Regions from separate parts of the Bos taurus genome. Here region 2 is linked to region 1. The links are chromatin contacts, called in public Hi-C maps. All regions are on one chromosome and are shown on one strand. Each heading gives the region's core, a stretch centred on a gene start, on an enhancer-like site or on the middle of the called end of the contact. The rest is flanking DNA. Distances are from core to core; before and after follow the strand shown.

What was found. Hi-C and Micro-C count contacts between places; a contact is called where the count stands out from the background.
Region 2: a Hi-C map of liver shows a contact between it and region 1, with 2.4 times the contacts expected there. The contact joins two enhancer-like sites. A contact is called at or near these places in 3 of 11 Hi-C or Micro-C datasets (liver, skeletal muscle and an unstated tissue).

The regions. Positions count from the first base shown.
Region 1 is chr18:10,721,987-10,728,307 of ARS-UCD2.0, forward strand. No RefSeq gene overlaps it. Among named protein-coding and RNA genes, the nearest start is that of MEAK7, 14 kb to the left of the region's middle. Within about 2 kb of position 4,540, at least 15 of the 102 cell types and tissues checked have an H3K27ac peak or open chromatin away from gene starts, as enhancers often do. A contact at or near this core is called in liver, where this site is marked.
Region 2 is chr18:10,880,254-10,887,269 of ARS-UCD2.0, forward strand. All of the region lies in intron 1 of USP10 (ubiquitin specific peptidase 10), which reads left to right. Among named protein-coding and RNA genes, the nearest start is that of USP10, 13 kb to the left of the region's middle. Within about 2 kb of position 2,453, at least 14 of the 102 cell types and tissues checked have an H3K27ac peak or open chromatin away from gene starts, as enhancers often do. A contact at or near this core is called in liver, where this site is marked.

The sequences.
Region 1 (6,321 bases), core at 3,290-5,789:
GACCAGGCCACCGCAGGCAGTGACTGTGGCCGACATCAACTGTGATACGCTGGGACTTCCCTAGTGATCCAGTGGCTAAGACTCCTCGCTCCCAATGCAGGAGGCCGGGGATCGATCCCTGGTCAGGGAACTAGATCCCACATGCCACAGCTAAAGAGTTTGCAAGCCATAACTAAAGATGCTGCATGTCACAACTTTAAAAATATATATATATGTGTGCGTGTATATATGTCTCCGCATGCTGCAATGCCACAGCTAAGACCAAGTACAGCCAAATAAATTAATTATTAAAAAAAAAAAAAACCAGTGATAAACTGTGTGGACAGAAGAGGCCCCTTTAACCAGAGGGCCCCTTTGTGACTCTGGTCTGGGGTGCCCTCAGCTCATCACAGACCCAGCAAAGGCAGCTTCTTCACTCTGCAAGCTGGCCTGAGGCGCAGGACGCTTGACCCCTGGGCCATCCATCCCATTATCACTGGTCCAAGCTAGCAGGTACCATCGCAAAGCCAGCTTTATTTCCTGCTGTCCCTCTTACTTGCTCAGTGTGAAGGAGGCAGAAAGCCACCTTTCTGTCCTTGGATGAAAAGCCCAGACCTTCCCTGGGATTTTTCCCTCTCCATTCTTAGGAAATTAGGTCCCAGGGTCACTTTAGATGGAAAGTGGTCCAAGTTCATTCGTTAAAGCTGTGTCATACGTAGCTAACAGGTGTGGAGCTGGATTTAACATGAAATCTTTCTCCTCCCCTGGAGTGTATGCCCTGGATCTTAAGGGGGAGGGTGGTTTTCTTCTTCTCTGCTCTATCCTTCTCCTGTAGCTGCTGTTTCTGACCAGGGTTGCCAGGTAAAACTAGGATGTCCAGTTAAATTTGTCTTTCAGATGAAGAATGAATCCTTTCTTTTTATTTAAGTATGTTCCAGGCAATATTTGCTTCCCTCATGGCTCAGACAGTAAAAAATATGCCTGCGATGTGAGAGACCCAGCTTTGATCCCTGGGTTGGGAAGATCCCCTGAAGCGAGTGACAACCCACTCCAGAATTCTTGCCTGGAGAATTCCATGGACAGAGGAGCCTGGTGGGCTATAGTCTGTGGGATCACAAAGAGTTGGACACGACTGAGTGATTAACCCTTTCACTTTCAGGCAATATTTGGGATTATTCATACTAAAAAATATTCATTGTCTGAAATTCAGATTCTACAGGGTGTTTTGTATCTTTATCTGCTACATCTGGTGACTCTTGTTCTGCCCTCTGCAGGCTTGCAGGGGAAGGAGGAGAGGTGGTGACAGGCAGAAAGTTTTTATTTGACCGATGAGTTTATTGATTTCCCGTTGCTGCTGGAGCAAAGGACTGCACATTTAGTGGCTTAAGACGTTCATTTATTCTGTTACAGTTCAGGAAGTCAGAAGTCTGAAACCAAGGTATCTGCGGGGGTGTGTTCTCTCTGAAGGTTCTGGAGGAGAATTCCTTCCCTGCCTTTTCCAGATTCTAGAAATCCTTCATCTTCAAACTAGTAGGCATAGCCTTTTCCAGTCCCTCCTTCCTACCAGTCCTCTCCCCTCCCCACCTCTTCTATCATCACATCTCCTCGTCCTATTCTGACCCGCACGCTCTCTCTCACGAGGACCTGGATGACATCGGGCCCACCTGCATAATCCAGGATGATCTCCCATCTCAAGATCCTTAGCTTAATCAGGTCTGCAACGTCCCCTTTGCCATGTCAGCTCACATACCCGCCGGTCCTGGGAATTAAGACATGAATGTCACTGGGGGCTGCTGGTCAGCCTCCTGGGGGGCAGGCTGGCTTCAGGCCATCTGGGTCTGGCCCGTGATTTGAGCCGACTTTGGTCCCTTCTGTGCTTCCGTGGGGGGCCTCCTGGGCCGCTGCAGCTCCCCTGACCAGGCAGTGTCTATCCCTGGACTGGAGGCTCCCAGTCTGCCCTGGGCTGGCTGAGCCCCTGCAGCCTGTCACCGTGGGGCCCTGGGGACAGTCACCATGATTCTAGGTGGCTGCGCCCAGTGTGTGTCCTGAGTCTGTCCCAGATCTCATACCTCTGTCCATCTGCTGGGTGGCAGGATGGTCACCACCAGCATCAGACCCCGCTCCGCCACCCCCACCCCTTGGCTGTGGCACGTGCGATGTGGCCACTGGCTGGAGCCCTCGGAGGGGCACTGTGGCCCCCACCCCCGAGCCCTGAGGTCAGAGGCCGGCTCCCCGCCAGCCTCCTGGGGACGGACCCAGCCCTCCAACATGTCTCTCCTCAGATCCTCCCTCAGCTCCGTGACCTTGACCCTCTGACACCTTCCTCCTTGGAGGTGTTCACTCTCCCTTCCGTGAAGATGTGAGCTCAGGGAGAGAGGATAGAAGGTGTCCAGGCAGCCGGAAGAGCTGTGCCTGGTGGGGCTGGCGGAGATGGGGACTGTGCAGAAGGTCCAGGAAAGTACAGGTCAAGGAAGGAAGGTCAAGGTGCACACAGATGCTGGCTGCCACAAGGAATCCTGTGCTTGCTCTTCCCACAGAATATGGAACCATCACCAAGGGGCTAGAAGCAGGACTCTTCCATTTCCCAAGCCCAGACGTGACACAGCTAATGTAGCCATGTGCCCACAAGGTGGCGCTCATGGTCACCACAAAACCATGGGCTCTGGTCAGTTTTCACAATGAACATTTCAGAACAGTTTTTAGATTTACAAGCTTGTTGAGAAGAGGATACTGAGAGTTCCTGTGTATGTCTCAGTCCTAGACTGAGTTTCCCCTGTGACTAACGTCTTACATTAGTGCAGAACATCCATCACCACTGATGAACCAATATTGATCCCTTATTACATTCTCCTTAATCATCATGTCTCTTTAGGCATCTCTGGACTGTAACAGTTTCTCAGACTTTCCTGGTTACTGATAACCGGGAGAGGCGTTTGGTAAGGTGCCTCTCTAACGGGATTCATCGGAGCTTTTTCTCATGGTTAGACTGGGGTTGGACTTTGGGGGATGAAGACCCCAGAGGTCCAGTGCCCTTCGCACCACAGCATCTCAAGGGTCCATGTGGTCCCCGAAAATCCTCACTGCTGGGGTTGACCCTGATTACCTGGCCAAGGTCGGCCTGTCCAGTTTATCCTCTGTACACTTGCTCCCCTTTTCCATAATAAGCTCCTTGGATCGTGTGGGTGTGTGTTTTAAGGTTTCCTTTTTTTGTGTGGGGGCGGGGTGGGGGGGGAGGTGGGGTTGCGCTGAGTGGCTTGCAAGATCTCAGTTCCCCGACCAGTGATTGAACCCAGGCCCCAGCAATGAAAGCCCAAAATCCTAACCACTAAGCAACCAGGGACCTCTCAAAGGTTTTACTTTTTTAAACCATTTCCTGTCTCTCTTGGATCAGTTAGGAGACTGTAGGTGGGGTAAAAAGTAGGGCCTGGGGGTGCCTGCCACATGGTGGGAGAATAAAGTGGAGACACACAGCCCAGGGTTTACAAAGGTTGGACCCTAAGACAGTTACTTGGGGTTCTTGCTTCTTCCGGTCCCACCAATGATCCAAGTTAAACACCATCAGTCTCCATGAAGGGGGTCACAGGAAGGAAAAATCCAGGAGGGGGCAGCCAGGGAGAACGGTGAGAGAGCAGACCGTGCCACCCTGTCCAGAGAGCAGCACCAGGCACATGGGGTCTGGAGAGCCTGGCATCACGCATGCGCCCCCACACCCCATGCACCCCACACCCCATGCGCCCCCACACCTGGCCCCACAGGAGGCGCCCAGGATGGAGGCTGGTTGCCCCCAACTCCATCCAGGCCAGTGTCCTTGTAGCTCAGTGAGGTTCCACCAGTTAAGCCAGATCACACCTCTCTTAAAACACTTAAAAAACACTCCAGCAACTTCCCACCAACCAAGGCAGACCCTTTAGGCCCCACGGCAGGGCCAAGCCAGCTCTCCACACCTCAGGGCTGGAGCACACCAACTTCCCCAGCTCACACAGGCCCTTCCATCACCAGGATGAGGGTCCCACTTCCTCCATGCCCTCACCTTCAGGCCTTGGGTCAGAGCCCACCTTCCAGAGACCTTCCTGTCCCCTGCCCCAGATGCCACGGTGAAGGGGAAGCTGAGAGGGTAGTGTCCCTTGAAGATACAACGGGGTTCAAGGGCCGTGTGGGAAAACCTAAGCTGGCCGGCAGGGAAGACCCCAAGGATGAGCCCTGGGGCTCAGGGGGTTAGCCCCATCCCATGACCGCCACCCCCCACCCCAAGGCTTAAGCTCTGCAGTTGATTCCTGTGGCCGCCTCTGGCCTCCAGGGGCACACACAGCAGCCTCCTCCGTGGTATTTTGCGAGCCAGGCGCTCTGTGGGGTTAGTTGCATCCTGGTTTTGCAGTCAGTGTCTGGGAGGTCAACCCAGCCCCTCTCATCACGATAAAGCTCTGGGTTCCTGCTTTTGTGGTGCTCTGTCTTTTTCTTCTTCTCAAAAACCATAAAAGGTGTCACATCCCCCGTTGCACAGGCTCCGCTGGGAGCGCCGTGGGGGCTGGGCCGGCGAGGCCCCTGCAGCCTGCTCACCTGTGCCTCCAGGGGTTGCCTTATAAGGTGAAAAGCAGGCGCCCTGGTGGCTGCGGGTTCAGCCCAGGGCTCAAAGAGGAAGTCCTCAGTTTTGCAGAAGCTTTGCAGGGGTCTCTGCACATCTGGCCTACAAGCCCGCAGCCAGCTCACTACAGGGTGTCTCGGGGTATCTGCTAACAAGCAGGAGTTAAATGCCAAAGACCATGGACACAGGCCTTCCTCCTCCACGGCAGTTAAAACCAGAAGAGACGCTCGGGCCATTCGTCACCAGCAGAAGCAGGCAGCCAGGCAGGAGGGTGCCAGAACATTAGGGGAAGCGGATGAAGCTGCAGCTTGGGCTCTCAACTGTGACACTACGAGTTCATGTCAGCTCCCAGAGAACGATGGGCCAGGCCTGAACTGGGTGCCCAACACGCAGCTCTCACTTAATGCTCCAACAGTGAAACAGCATAAGTACCTCTATTAGTCCCACTTTACAGAGAAGGAAAACTGAGGCTCAGAGGAGGGCAGTGACTTATCTAAGGTTAAGAGAAGTAACTTTTCTACCAGACAACGGGCAAGCGGGAGAGACAGAAGAGGCCCCCAGGAACACCCCTCTGAGAAGGATCACTGTTCATTGCAGCCACGGGCCACGCGTGGCTACCAAGCCTTTTAACTGGTTCCAACCGAGATGTGCTGTGACTGTGAACCCACACTGGAGTTCAGAGTCTTGGGTGTATATTTTTAAATTTTTAAGTTAAGGAAATTTTAATTTTAAAATATCCCCGAATTTTTCAGCTTCATTTTGAAATCAGTATTGATTCATGGGAAGCTGCAAAAACAGTACCCAGAGGTCCTGGTATCCTTTGCTCCGTTTCATATGGGGACATCTTATGTAGTTACCGTAATTACTGTACAGAATCAAAACCAGGAAACTGACATATGTGTGTATAATGCCTTTCATCACATGCGTAGATTCATGTAACCACCACCACGATCAAGATATCGGACTCTTCCCATACCACAAAGGTCCCCCTTGTGCTATCTTTCCTTGATTATAAAGTAGAGATGACGAGTTGAAATATTATCAATTGTGTTGGGTTACAAAAAAGCAGATCATTAAGGGACTTGCCCAGCGGTCCAGTGGCTGAGACCCCACACTCCCAGTGCAGGGGGTACGGGTTCAATCCCTGCTCAGGGAACTAGATCCTACGTAACACAACTAAGACCCCGTACGGTCAAATGTAAGAAATACTTTTTTTTTTTTAACGAGATCATTAAGATTAATGTTGCCCGCTTCTTTTCACTTTGAAAATGTGCCACTATATTAGAATCATGTACGGGGCTTGCCCCCTTCCTGTGAACAGCTCTGGCTTAGAAGTTCAGACCCAGCTTGGCCATTAGAACAGGTCACCTGACTTCCCTGAGCCTGGCTCCTCTGGAGCAGACCAGGCTTTCAGAGTAAACGTACAACTGTCCGTTCAATCAGTGCATTTATTGAGTGACTGTTGTGTGCCGGGCATTATCCTAAGGGTGGGGGACACAGAAGCAAAGACTCTGGCTTAAACAGGAATTGTCCCCAGCCCCCAGGGCACGTAAATCCAGCAGGGGATCCCAGAATCCCAGGCCCTTCCTGAATTCCCACCTCTCAGAACTCAGTGGGAGGCAAGCGGAAGGAAACGACAGTGGGAGAGAAACACACGGAGGATGCTGATGTATATATTAACACGCAGCTGCCGTTCCCAGGCCGAGGGCTCAGAGCAGCCCTGGACTCCAGTGCCTGACTCCCAGGCATCACCCAGCCCC
Region 2 (7,016 bases), core at 1,203-3,702, 160 kb after region 1:
TATGCTATCTAGGTTGGTCATAGCTTTTCTTCCAAGGAGCAAGCGTCTTTTAATTTCATGGCTGCAGTCACCATCTGCAGTGATTTTGGAACCCAAGAAAATAATGTCTCTCACTGTTTCCATTGTTTTTCCATCTGTTTGCCATGGAGTGATGGGACTGGATGCCATGGTCTTAGTTTTTTGAATGTTGAGTTTTAAGCCAACTTTTTCACTCTTTTCTTTCACCTTCATCAAGAGGCTCTTTAGTTTCTCTTCACTTTCTGCCCATATTCTCTTTAATTTTTTTGGGAGGGGGGCAACTTTAAAAACCAGCATTTATTCCTTGATTGTAAAGAAAATATATCACCCATATATCATGACTCTGAGATGACTTCTGTTAATATTTTTAAATGCTTCCCTTTAAATTTTAGACATTTGGGCTCATTTTACACAATGTGCTGTGCTGTGCTTTGCTTAGTCACTCAGTTGTGTCCGACTCTTTGTGACCCCATGGACTACACAGTCCATGGACTTCTCCAGGCCAGGATTCTTTACCAACTGAGCCACAAGGGAAGCCCAAGAATGCTGGAGTCGGTAGCCTATCCCTTCTCCAGCGGATCTTCCCCACCCAGGAATCAAACCAGGGTCTCCTGCATTGCATGCGGATCTTTACCAGCTGATCTATCAGGGAAGGCCCATTTTATATAGTAGTATTTCTAGTAGTATTTCTTAAGCCATGATCCTTGGTCGTGGTCTTCTCAGTTGAACCACCTGGCATCCTGGTGGCCATCCAGACCCACTGACTAGGGACCCCTGATTAGGCCCCCAGCTGTGTCCCCTCAGCCCCCAGGGCCTCAGCCTGACACAGGTGTCAGAGCCTCTGCATGCTTTTGTTTGCCGCCTTTCCCCTTAAGCTGCAGAGCCCTTTCCCATGAATAGAATTAACTGAGTAATATTTTGGACATTTAAAAACATTTTCAGTCTAGGTTAGGTATGAACAACAACAAAAGACGCCAGTTTGTGGCCCTCTGCAAGATAATGTTAGTAATTTTAGTCCTGAATCGAGTGACTTGTGGAAACAGAACCGACTGAGGAGCCTGACACGTTGCCACTTTGAAGACGTGCCACCCTGGGTCTTGAGCCTGAGAGTTCAGTTTTGTTGGAAGTTCAGTAGCTAAACTGATGGACAAATTCCTCTCCACAAACATTTATCCAACTCTTGCTCTAAATTGTATTATATTCCCCAAAGCCATTAGAAACTGCTGGGTGCCATGTGGTGAGATAGGACTCTCAGTGTGGGGGCAGCTCGGGCTTCGCCCCAACTCCGTTTAACTATGACTGTCTGCCGTCTTTGAGAATTGGGGCATAGCATTAAGCCAATTTGCCATTGGAAATTCTTGCAGCCTTTTTTTGTTGTTGTTGCTGGTCATGGATTTGTCAGCTTTGAAGTTCTTGTCTCCAGTTTTTCACAAATTGGTGCTAAAGTAACACTCTTGGTTCCATCTTGGTTCTTACTGAATTCTTGGCTTTTCCATGCCACACTACACAGTGTGAGTTAAGTGCCAGGAGCACAAACTTTCTTTTCCATGTGTGACTGGAGTTCTATTCCATGAAAATGAGATAAGAGATTGCTTTGAAAAAAAAAAATCTTGAGCAGTCTCTTTAGTTTTGGCTGGAAGCTTCTCTGGCTGTAACTTGAACTTCATTCACAATGACTCTGTAGCAATATCCTAGCCATGACTGGTCTTGGACACAGAGTTGCCACAGCTCAGTTTGGAAAGACTTGGCCTCTCACCCCCTGACACATGTTGAACAAATGAGTTTCTTTTCTTTTTAAAATGGACAGAAGGTAAAATATGTTGCCATTTTGTTTCTTTGCCATTGATTTCTTTTTGGTTGAAAGCATAGATCTGAGTTAGCTTCCTCCCTTCCCTGTGAAGAAGGGAAGGACTCCCAAGCCTGTCCTGCACAGGAGCCTGGAGGGCCCTGTGGACTTTGGTGCTGGGGATGCCTTGTTCTTCCTCCCAGTCAGTCAGCTCTTCCTGGAGGCCTGCAGGCTGCTGGCCCCGGATGGGCAGAGTGCCCGAGCGGTGGAAGGAACGCATGGCCCTGCCTGGCGGAGGAGGGCACAGCACACAGATGTTGTCTGGCAGAACATACTTCTAGTCCTGGGAGTGAAGGTCAGGACCACAGGGTGCAGGAACCACAAGGCACAGATTTGCCCTCCCTAGACATACCTTTATAGTAAGAGAGCTGCTGCAAAAGAGGTGGGCTGCTCCTGAGGTTTTCAGATGGATTGCAGTTCTTGCGTTAAGAATTCAGGTGACCTCTAGGCTTTCTTGAAGGGTTTCGTGACTCTCCTTATTCGTGTTGTATAGTTTGTTGAATCCAGGCGACTCATCTGTATATCAGCTAATCTGTTTTGTTTCATTCTTTGGGCTGTTTCTTAACAGGTTTAGCTGAGATCAGAGGACCGTTACTGATGCAATAAATACCTTCATGGTAGCCTTCCCCGTAGTGGTCCAGAGCATTGATCCTTGGTTGACTTGGTCTGAGCAAATGCCTTTATCTCCAAATTCCAGAGCCACAGAGCTGTCTACCTTCCCAGGTGGAGAGCCTGAGTATGTCATTGGTGAGTGTGGAAAGAGAGCTTTTCCATTGACTTACTGGCTCAGTTATGTTTTGTGTTTCCTACCTTTGTCATCTTAGATATCTCAGCCAGTGTCATCGTTCGCCCACTGGTTATTCCCCCCCCCCCCCCCACTGGTTATTTTTTTTAACTCAGCTGTGTGCCAACAAAAATGAGCACAGATAAGTTGTCTCTGCTGCAGCACGCTACCCCCTCTGTCCACGCGCTTGCTCCCTGGCCCCAGGCCACTTGGAGTGGGTGAGTCTTCTCAGGCAGGCCTGCCTCCGTGCCCTCTTTATTTATTTTAGTTTTTCAAAGTGGACAGCTTGGTTTATTTTGCATTTTTCCTAGGACCAGACCTTATAGATGGCATTGTTGTTGTTTACTTGCTAAGTTGTGTCTGACTCTTTTGTGACCCCTGGACTGATGGGCTACAAATGGTAATATTTTCAAGTTATTGCCTCTTTTGTATTGTGTATTATTTTTCATTTGGCAGGATCATAATTGAAACTGAGAGTATGCTCTAAAATACCATACTTTGAAGTAATCTTAAAGTTGTTGTTCATTCACTAAATCATGTTCGACTTTTTTCCGACCCCATGGACTGAAGCACACCAGGCTCCCCCTGTCTTTCACTGTCTCCAGGAGTTGGCTAGAATTCATGTCCACTGAGTCAGTGAAGTTAAAATTGTTTTATGTCTGGCAATAGCAGATGACGTTCCACCATTTACTTCTGTTTATGTTCAGGGAAAAAGACTTTCTGACCTAATTGGAGATTTCCAGCTCTAATGCCTCTGTGAGTTAAGCTTCAGCTAATATAGTGAAAGAATGAAATGTTAGCTTCATTTTTGAATTTCTTTTCTGCCCTTTTTAAAATCGCAGCCTGCTGCACCCCCGCCACCTTCTTGCCTTGCTTTCTCTTCAGAGCACTTAACACATGATCCCCTTCATCTGATATCCTAGCAGCTATTTGGTTCATTTTCTCTCTCCCTTTACTAGAGTGGAAGATGAGTGAGGGGAAGGCGTTCTCTTGTTCACTGTTACATTCCCTGAGCCTGGAATGTAATAAGTGCGCAAAATATTGATGAATAATTTATGAAAGACATAACACAGTCTATACATTTAGGTAATCCCTGGTTGACTGTGGGAATGAGGCTAATCACCTGTTAAAATCCAGAATAACTCAGGTTTGTTAGGAAAGTAATTTGCAAAGAGGAGACTCGAACTGAGTTCTGCAGTGTGAGAAGTCAGCTGGGCCAGCTATGTTAGCTGCTGCTTGTAGCTGCACAGGAAGATACCTAAAGTGTTCTCACCCTGTGTAGGAGCAGGCGACTCAGCAGGTGACTAGGCATAGGAAACAATTGGGGCAGGTTCTGAGATGTGCAGTGTGTTGAACTCTGCAGTGCACATGGCAGGTTCTGCAGGGGGAATTCAGGAGTGAAGGAGGTGGGTAACGAGTGGCCTTGAGAATGAATGGGATTTGGGCACATAGAGAGAAAGGAGGAGGGCATTTGATGTGGGCCGGTGCCCCCAGCTTGGGTGGTAAACGGTCACCCAGCCTGAGAGAGGAGTTGGGAGCCCTGCAGTAGTGTCCAGGATACAAGGCTCAGCTTGCTGTAAGGAGGACCCTGGGATGCTGTGCTGCATCCCCTGCTTCTCAGGCTGACGCTACGTTAAAAGTCAATGGGGGGTCCTGTTAATGGCATGTTTGGCTTCTGTAGGTCTGGGCTGGGGTCTGAGAGCAGCATAAACTCCCAGGTGTGTCTGCTGCTGGGCTGGGACCCACACTGAGTAGCAGGGTCGTATAGGACACAGGGAGCGTGAGAGTGTCTGCAAGTCCTGGAATCGTGTGCCGAAATGTGTGCGTGTGCATCCTTGAGGTGGTGGGCCTTGTTTGCTTACATCTCCTCCTCACCACCGCCAAAAAGGCTAGGGGAATCACTGTCTCATAGAAGTAATGTGCCGATTAAACAGGGTCCTAGCTCCCTGACCGGCATCACTTAATTGGGATGCTTCTTTTAATTCATGCAGTTGCTGCTGTTTTTACCAAATGAAATCTTTTGAGCATTTTGATGTTTTGATGAGATTGTCCCAGGAACTGGGTTATGTATATATAATTCAAGATAATCTTCCAAGTTTCTCATCCAAGAGTTTGGAAAAACAATGAAGTTTGCTATTGGCATAAGTGCAAAACCTGGTTTTGAGGAAATAGTGGGCCTTTTGATTTTAAGGTTAAGTCAGAAAGTAACAGTGAATGAATCTAGGGGTTGGCAGCTTGAAATATGGAATGGAGTATAACTGAGCAGTCCAAGTTGAAAGTGTGAGTTCAGAATTCATCTGCCTAGTTGAAGCTGTGAGAGTAGGTGGAAGAATGAGTGGGAAGAATGCTTAATGGGAGAATGAATATCCAGGTGTCAGCCCAGAGGAGAGAGAATGGTTAAGAGCCAGAACCAAGTCCTGAAGAAGGTAGAGTGCCCTCCAGTAAAGATTATTATGAAAAGTGTGTGTGAGTGAGATCTTATTATTAATCAAGTGCTTGATAGGTTGATGAGCTTAAGGATGTAAACTGATTTGGTTTGAATTGGGTTATTTTTGGAAAACCAGAATGTTGGAGGCGAAAGATTTCATTGAGTCAAAAGAGCAATGGAAAATGAGTTCCGTTACAAAGCAGTGTCTCTGTGGAAAAGACATTTCTGAAAAGTTGCATTGGAGTGGAATGTTTCTATCAAATTATTTCTAGTTTAGTTGTGTTATAGTTTTTCTTCTGATTGTTGGGCTTTAACTTGTTAATGACCAATAAACCCTTTAAAAGCACTAAAAGAGTTCCCATTTTACAAACATCTGCTTTGTAGAAAGAAAAAAGCGCCTTCTCTGGATGTGCATCGAGCAGTAGGTGCTCTGAGGCCGTGAACAGTCGCCTCAGATTGTCTCGTGGTTTCTCGCGTGTGGTTTAGAGCCCTCACCGAGTATGGGAGCAGTTGTGCTGCCCCCGCCCCAGTTGTCTGCTTAGTTTCTTCCACTCCTGCATCGCTGGGTCCTGGCAGTGCCCCTGTGTTCAGTGATTCTCAACCCTGACTGCACATCAGATTCACACAGGAAGCATTTGAAATGCTAAGTGAAGCCTTGCTTCCCACCGTGGAAACCCAGAATTGTGGCCTGAGGATGCTCAATTGGTCCTCAGGTGTTAGTCAGGGCTGAGAAGCACTGCCTGATGCCTTTGTCCTGTACAGCTGACCCTGTTCCCTGGCTTGGTGACCTTCACCTTTGTAGGAAAACAGTATTGTGAGCTGACTGGGGTAAAATTTCTTTTCCAGATTTCTGAGCTCCATATGTTTACCATACAAGAGACTTTCTGAAGTCTTGAGTTTTATTTTTCTAATAAAATACTTTTAATCGTAACAGAATCTACATATGTAATTCAAGAATGGAGTTCAATCTATTGTTTTGGCTGGTCAGGTGAACTATACCTCCATAATTAGAATCTTAGGAGGCTGTTTTTCAGCAGGTCGTTAGGTGAAGGTTAAATTGAGAAGGTAAACAGTGGACCAACTCTTCTAACTTTGGTCTTCATTAGCAACCAAAGCAATTCATGAAAGGGAACATTCTATATTCTTTCTCCTTAAAATTGGAAGGAGAGGGGTGTGTGTACCAGCTAAGATGAGTCCTGTTTCTTACACACCTCTCTGTTTTTCAGGGTGTTTGACGAGACCATTGGCAGTGACCAACAGAGGAAAATATGTAGTCACACCTCTTTTGTTCCAAAATGTCTTTTAACATGGAGCTCTGATTAAGTGATGCACTTTCCTTTCTGGCAGGTGGCCTTCAGTAGTCAAGCTTTTGTTGGTTTGATTCCAGCATATTTCATTAAGTGAAAAATCCTGTAGAACAGATGGATTTACAAGTTTCTGCTCATGTAGCATTTTGTTTAATGCAGCCCTAGTTTTGATTCAGCATTGTTGGCACTGATTGTCTCTGTGTAGTGTAGGGTTTGGGTATGTCAGGGGATCTAGGCAGTTGTAAAGGCCAAGCCAGGCATGAACAGTCTGAGGTTGGAGGCTTAGAGAGGCTGGTTACAGTGATAACAGGCAGCGGAATACAGATGCGTGCACTGTAGTTTAGGTCGTGTTGTGTACCACTAGTTAGGGTCTCTGAGCTATGGAACATGAAATCTTAAAGAGCCCTTGTGTGTGAGTATTTATAGAGTGCTTAAGACTTCTGCTCGTGTAAAAGAAAAATGAGTATCGTGGTCCTTGATCTTAAAGAGCTGTTTTTATAAAACAACTGCCTCATCGATTTATTGATAGATGTGTGTCTAGTTAAAAATGTCAACCATATTGAGGTATAATTTAGTACAATAAATGTGCCAATTTTAAGCTAGCGCTTTGAGTTTTGACAAATGTATATAGGA